2 separate regions of the Arachis hypogaea genome follow, and region 2 is linked to region 1. A link is a contact called in public Hi-C data. All regions are on one chromosome and are shown on one strand. Each heading gives the region's core, a stretch centred on a gene start, on an enhancer-like site or on the middle of the called end of the contact. The rest is flanking DNA. Distances are from core to core; before and after follow the strand shown.

Region 1 (3,584 bases), core at 72-2,571:
GAAAATTGTTTGAGTGAGGTTGCATCCATAACCAAGGGGTAATTCTTCAGGAATTTGCATTTGAATTGAAGCTTTCTCCCACCATGTTGATTGTCTTGTGATCCCATCTTGATGCACACTACCACCATATCCCAGACCAGACAGAAAAGAAGCCTTTGCATCTAGTTCTAAATAACTCTTTGACTTGTTGACGAAGCTTGAATAGATAACACTCGGTCCTCGAAGAAATGATCCAAGACTCGGAGCTGCAGCAATTGAGTAAGAATCAGTTGCTTCTCTGTCATAAGAAAAAAAAAAGAAAGAAACACATAATCAGAGAAGAATAGTGAATGGCCTCATCAACGAAACCAATAACAGAGACACAAAAGGCTACACACATACATCACGTGCCATACTCGCAACAGCTGTTGAGTAAACCAAAAGAATCTAGACAATCTTAGTCACCCTCCTCACACAACCATTACAATGATTTTATTTTATTTTAATAATTCTTTGGTCCCTCAACATTCAAAAAAAAATGGCAAACATAAAGAAGCTCAAACATGCCTCTCTCTCCTCCCCAAGGCATTTGTCAAACACACTCTTTTTCTGTCTCCTTAACATTACCGCAAATCAATTATGCATAATTAATTGTAACTAGAATCAATTCTAAGAAAGGAAAAGCAAACACAGGAAACAAAAATGGCAGTGAAGAAGAAAAAGAATGTCCGTACTTGTAACTTTGAGGCCATTGGCGAGAAGAGAAAGACTCAGGCGGATCTAGCTTATCTTCATTGTCACTACCACTGTCGTAGTTGACGGTTTCAATGTCTTCGTCTTCGTTACCATCATAATTCAACGAAATCTGAGATCGAGAGCCTCTCACCATTACTGCTACCGCACTCTGATCTCTGAGTTGATTTGAAGTTTTGAACTACTCAAACCTGAAACAAACAAATAAATCAAAGAAACTCTATCTTTTTGAACGAGATCCAGATGAATGACATGGCGGTATGGGAGTGAGTGCGCGCGCTCTGAAAATTAATTAAGAAAAATCCAAAACATGGATAATTTTGTGAGGGTTTAGATGAAAGGAACGGTGAGGATTGGGTTTGAATGCGTAACGCATGCATTGGAAAGCGGCGTGTGTAAGAACGAAAGAGCTCAGTAGTACGTAGCCAGTGCTCGACAATTGTAAGCATCTCTTCTCACACTTTCAATCCGTGAAATATGGGACCACTCATCATTTGCTTAGTGTCCTCTACGAACCTTGCTCAATAATAATTCTCATTATTTTAAACGGATTTGAATTTCATTAGTTTGTCTTCCAATGGGTAGATACTAATAATTAAAAAAATACAAATTTTGTTAATCAATGACAACTATTTAACACGCAATTGTATCTGATTGTGACTAGTTGATGATTCAGCATGCAACATGTTGAGGTGGCGCTGATGATGCAATTTCGATAGGCATGGGCTAAATTATTTTTAAATATTTTTAATTTCTTATCTATTTCCTTCTTAAATTGAACAAAATTAATTATTTCATTGTGGAAACGTACCTTTATTTATAGAAATCAAAAACTGATGGAAGAATTTGGAGCTTGTGATTCTTTTGATCTTCGTCAACTAAAGTCTTTCTGTATTTTTAGGCGGTTGAATTGTGACTCTTTTGATGGAAAAAAACAATAAAGGCAACTTTGGTATCTTGGGACCGAAACTCTGAAGGCCTATTTATATTTGAGCATGGCACCTATTCAACTCTAAAGTCTAAATAAAATAGTATCTAAAGTCCAAAAGATAATATATCAAAAATCCAAAAGATAATTATTTAAGGAACAAAAGATAATATCTAGTTTTATTCTGATTTAATTTCAAATCAAAAGTAATAATGACTTATTCAATTTAACATTTATAACAATAAATGAGATCATCATTATATAAGTCATTTACTTTGAAATAGCATAATTTGTTATTATAATCAATATATGTATTGCCCACAAATAAATTAGAAAATTAAATAATTTCCTAATATTTAAAAGTAGGTTTTAAAAGTTAGTTTTTAAAAGGGAATTAAAAAAAATTAAAAAATTATTAAAATTTATTGTTTTTAATTTTTATTTGATAATTAATATTTAAAAGTATAGAATAAAATATATTATTAGATTTGAGTGATGGTTAAATAATAATAAAAAATAATGAATTTTAGTAATTTTTTAATATTTTTTTTAAATTATAGTATTTATATTTAATAAATTAAATAAAAATGACTTTAATAAATACAAACAACAATAAACATGTTTAGTAAAATAATTTTTAAAATTTAAAAATATTATTATAGATATTAATATAAAAATTAAATTTAGATATTAATTAATATATAAAATTATATTAGACTTTTTAATTTTGATGAGCATAAACTAATTTTAAAATATTCTCCTTTAAGTATTTTCAAAAGCACTCCTAATTTTTAAAAACTGTATAAATACATAAGTTTTTTAATTTACCAAATACAAAACGAGATATTTATACTTTTAAAAATTTTTACCAAATTAAATCTAAGTATATCTTAAAATTAGTTATCAATATAAAATATATATTTAAAATAAATTAAATTATAGATACATATATATAAATTAATAATGATTAATTTTAGCATTTAAATAATATTTTTGTCTTACTTTGTATAATAATGTTTCCATTTTTTCACGCATTGCCTTAGAAAAAAGAAAAACCACTTCGAATGTGTTATTTTGATAAAAGGAAAACCTTATTTGTAACACCCTATTATACTAAATCTTATGCTTAAGTCATAAGAATGAGATAGTAAGGTATTACGAACATCTAACAGTAAAAATATACATATATGTATAAAAGAAATAGTATACTAAGAGCCTTGAAACAAACGGGTAAACAAAAATCGCAAAATGAAAAGCGCAACGCTCAAGGAATAGGGCTACTTGCGTACTAAGAAATCTAATATGAAAATGATAATGGTAAACCAAAGATGTAAAGGAAAGCCAAGGAAACAGTAAAACTAGCTCTTGACTCAGCCTGCGAAGCTAAGGCTGGCCGGAGGATATATATATACATATGAACATACATAGGTATCCCCAAAATACACCAAAATACCAAAATAAACTCCTATCTCTCCCTCAACCTCTAGGAGGAGCAGCATACACAAGTTACTTGAATATACAAAAATATAAACAAAAACCCAAAATACATCCAGAAACTACTTCGCTTCAAGATCCAGACGCCTAACGAGGAGCCTCTCGACCTGCATCTGAAAAACAGCAACACAATATGAAATGAGAACCGGAGGTTCTCAACATAGTAAAAGTGCCACGCATATAATAAATAAGGTCCTGAGAATGTCATAGGCAATCCTAGAACTCCGTTATTCAATTATCCAACTTAATTACTAAACAGAAACCATAAACAAGGGTAGGTATTCTAAATCTATCTAACTTACTCAATTTCAATCCTAGTCTAACACCAAACCATTTCTCCATTTCCTCCATCATCCATAATGCAACAGAAACAAACAACCAAATAAGATCAAGCACAAGTAATGAGCAGATAGTACAAGTAGCAAGTATA
Region 2 (3,833 bases), core at 116-2,615, 71 kb before region 1:
TGTTATCTGCATGACGATCTTTTATAAAAAAATGCGTCACAGTAAGTGACGATATATATAAGCATCACTATTAAGTTTTACGTGATAAATTAATAGAATGACATTACATGTCTACTGTTTACTATTGCAAATGACTAAATTAGTATTTTTTTTAGTAACTAATTAGTTCGATGATGTCGAAATATTCAAAAATCTAATTGTCATTTTACTCTAAATAAAAAGAAATGTTAAACACTAACATTTTTTTTTAATATTAGTTAATATTTTGGGTCAATACCTTATTTTTATATTATTATAATTTAAAATTTAAAAATTAATCTTTAATATTTAAAATTTATTAAATATTAACTTAAAAATGATAAATAAATGATGGCAGAAAAGTAAGAAAATGACAAAAGAAAAAAGTCGCTTGGATAAAGTATATCATATTTGTGTTTTAGCACATAGCTTTATTGGCATCCACTTCATTTTTTTTTTCAATTTTGAGTGAGCACATTCACTTCATCTTTTAAAATTTGTTAATTTGAGAAAATCTTGCAAGTTGGTATTGTAAAATTAGTATTGCAGTTAACATTTAACGTAAGAAAAAAAAAATATAAAACTCTTAAAAATAAGAACATATAAAATTTAAATTAAAAGAAATATTCGAAATCCAAACTTAGCAAAAGCTAATTTTTAACGGACTTCATATGAGACTTAATTGATAACTTGCTATAGTATTGACTGAAATTAGTTACTATAGTATTAGGTCCCTATCATTAGTATTTCAAATTAGATACTTATACCTCCTTATTTATTTATAGTTGTTACATGCATTTGCGAAAGCCTTTTTTTTTGGTTTAATTGGAACAAGACTTGGAAGTAATTTACCCCTTTCTTTTTTGTGGTGTGGGAAGGGGGGGGGGTGGTCATGGAAACTGAGAAACAGCGTCTTGTTTTTTGTTTTGTTTCCTACAATATCTTCTAATCCGACAGGTTAAGGAATAATCCGTCGCGGATCTGAGGTCCATTTAAGGGTCTGCCACTAGCCAATAGAAAACAACGTCTTTGTTATGATAAACATCAGAACAATTGGTCTTTAGGCCTTAATTCTTTTTTGTCACAATCTTTAGGCCTTAAGTTCGTGGCACAAAATGTTTTAGGTTTCCGTGTTTTCACTTTTGTTTCTTCGGCCCATTAATATTGGGCCTATATGTAAGGCCTGCTTTATTCGAGTCTCATAATTATTAAGATGTGTTAATACATTTAACATAAACTTACCTGGCCCATGACCAAAAATAACTTACCAGACCAAACTAAACCGGAAAAAGCCATAGCAGATCAACACAAAATATAACCCATTACCAGAAATACTTACATCCTCTGTGAATATCTATAATCCATAACTATGCATGTGTTGATGAGATCATTAACCCTCAACACAGACGGATCTCGGCAAAATGGGAAAGCTGGATCAGAAATGAGAATGGAAATTCCGAAATCGGTAGGAGGCTTTTCATACAGTATTGGTAATTGTGCAGCCTTCAAAGCTGAGATTTGCGGGTATATATCTATTATATATTACTAATTTTATAATTAAAATGTGTTATAGGTTATTTTTTCATTGTAATTGAAATCAAATATTTTCTTTCAAAATTAAATATTTCTACCACTTCGCTACTAATTTTACAATTAAAATATGCCATATGTTATTCCTCATTGTAATTAAAATCAAATCTTTCTGTCCAAAATTAAAGAGTTATTTCTTTCTCTACTAATTTTACAACTAAAATATGCCACTTGTATTCTCTCGTTACAATTGCAATAAAATCTTTCTCTCTAAAATTAAAGAGTTCTCCCCTCCTCTTTCTCCATTTTTCTATCCCTCTAATTTCTTCAACCACTCTATCTCTTTTATATATCATTATTAATGATTACTTACAAATTTGACAATCAAAATGTACAACATGATATTATTTAATTTTATTAAAATATTGAAATTAAAATTAAAATATAGCTATATTATATATTACTATCTAATTTAATAACAAAATGTGTCACATGACACTCTTATTTGAGAGAAAATATTTCCTTCCAAATTAATAAACTCCATTTTTAAATTCTCTTATCTACCTCTCTCCTTTTTTTCTATTTCTTTCTATCCTTCTCACTCTATATATAACTTATTATATATTTATATATTATTATCTAATTTAATAACCAAATGTCTTAGATGACATTCTCTTATTAAAATTGAGAGAAAATATTTTTCTCCAAAATTAATAAACTCCCTTTTTAAATTCTCTCATCTATCTCTCTTTTTTTATTTCTCTTTACTCTTTCCAATCTATATATAATTTATAATTTATATTTTATATTAGTAATTTAAAAAGTCAAAATATGTCACCCGATTTTTTATTATAATTAAAATAAATTTTTTTCTTTTAAAATTTTTTTATTATAATTAAAATAAAATTTTTTCTTTTAAAATTAACAAACTCCCTCTCTCATTCTTCATCTTTATCTTTCTCTCTTTTTTCTCATTCTTTATTTTTTCTATCTTTTTATTTTACAAAAAATAAAATTAATAAAATAATATAATTTAAATAAAAAATTATTATTATTATATATTTATTTAGTTTTAAATTTTTACTGCTTATCTTTCTAATCTATATTTTTATTTCTCTTCTCTCAGATATTTATTAAATATAATTTAGAGAGAATACTAATATTATGATTAAAAGTTAAAATCAAGATTCAATTGTTTAAAAGAAATTGATTTTGAATTAATTTTATAACTATCAATATAATTTTTTTATGCTAATATCTAATTATATTTTATATTCGTAGAGAGAAAAAATATTACTTTTAAATAGTAAGTATAAAATTAATTATTTTTATTTGTACAACAAACCTAACACCTAATCAAAAGTATACAAGTTAAATCGTTTTAAATTTTAGATAACAAATATTAAAATTAATTAATAATAATAAATTAAACTATTTCATATGAAATAATAACTAAAAAACTTATTATTTTTATTTACGGAGACCCTTATCTTTTTAGTCGACGAGACTTTTATCTTCTATAATTTTTTTATAATAATAGTTTGATTCTATAAATTTTTTATGTGATAATTTATAATGTCAAAATAAAATTGACATAATTTAAAAAATTTATATTCCCATAATATAATTATAAATAAAAATAATAGTAAAGATTTAAAGATAACCTAGATTATGGACCTTAAAAGAATTATAATACAATGTGTGTCTAATAAAATAATAATATTATTTTTCTTCGGAACAATCACAGATATGATCAATCATCCAAATACTTTAATCAGAGATATATGCACAGATTATCTCGGAAAAATTTAGAACTAAAACCTGATTTCTACTTTTAAGATATTCCTCTTAGAGACATAATTAGCATTTTAATTAATGATGAATAAACGATTACTTTATTTTTTTTTATTTTTTTTTACCAAAAATATGAGACTCGAACTCGCAACTTCTTAATTGAGTATGGAGAGATTATGCCATTTGAACTATTACTCATCGGCATAAACGATTACTTTATTCCCACTGGTTTGTATCGAACTTTAATCCCATTTTAATCTAAAATAAAGTTAATAATAAAAAGATGTACAAGCCATGACGACAAGACAAAAAAGCAAGTAACATAAAATTGGTTGTTATTAATTGCAAATTTCAATACATATCTGGATCGCATTTTATCACAAAAAAAACTTACTCTAAAAGCATCATATCATGATTGTTTATATATATACGGTTAGATTCATCTTTCTAGTTTCTAATCTCTTTATGACTCTTTCTTTTCTTTATTGGTC

The links. Hi-C and Micro-C count contacts between places; a contact is called where the count stands out from the background.
Region 2: a Hi-C map of an unstated tissue shows a contact between it and region 1, with 6 times the contacts expected there. The contact joins the enhancer-like site here to the promoter of LOC112756322 in region 1. A contact is called at or near these places in 4 of 8 Hi-C or Micro-C datasets (leaf and an unstated tissue).

The regions. Positions count from the first base shown.
Region 1 is chr16:9,281,785-9,285,368 of arahy.Tifrunner.gnm2.J5K5, reverse strand. LOC112756322 (amino acid transporter AVT1A) reads right to left here and starts at 1,321. Exons shown (of 12, transcript XM_072219242.1): 1 at 714-1,321; 2 at 1-277. The coding sequence starts at 868.
Region 2 is chr16:9,352,538-9,356,370 of arahy.Tifrunner.gnm2.J5K5, reverse strand. No RefSeq gene overlaps it. Among protein-coding and RNA genes, the nearest start is that of TRNAK-UUU, 2.1 kb to the right of the region's middle. Within about 2 kb of position 1,365, at least 3 of the 3 cell types and tissues checked have open chromatin away from gene starts, as enhancers often do.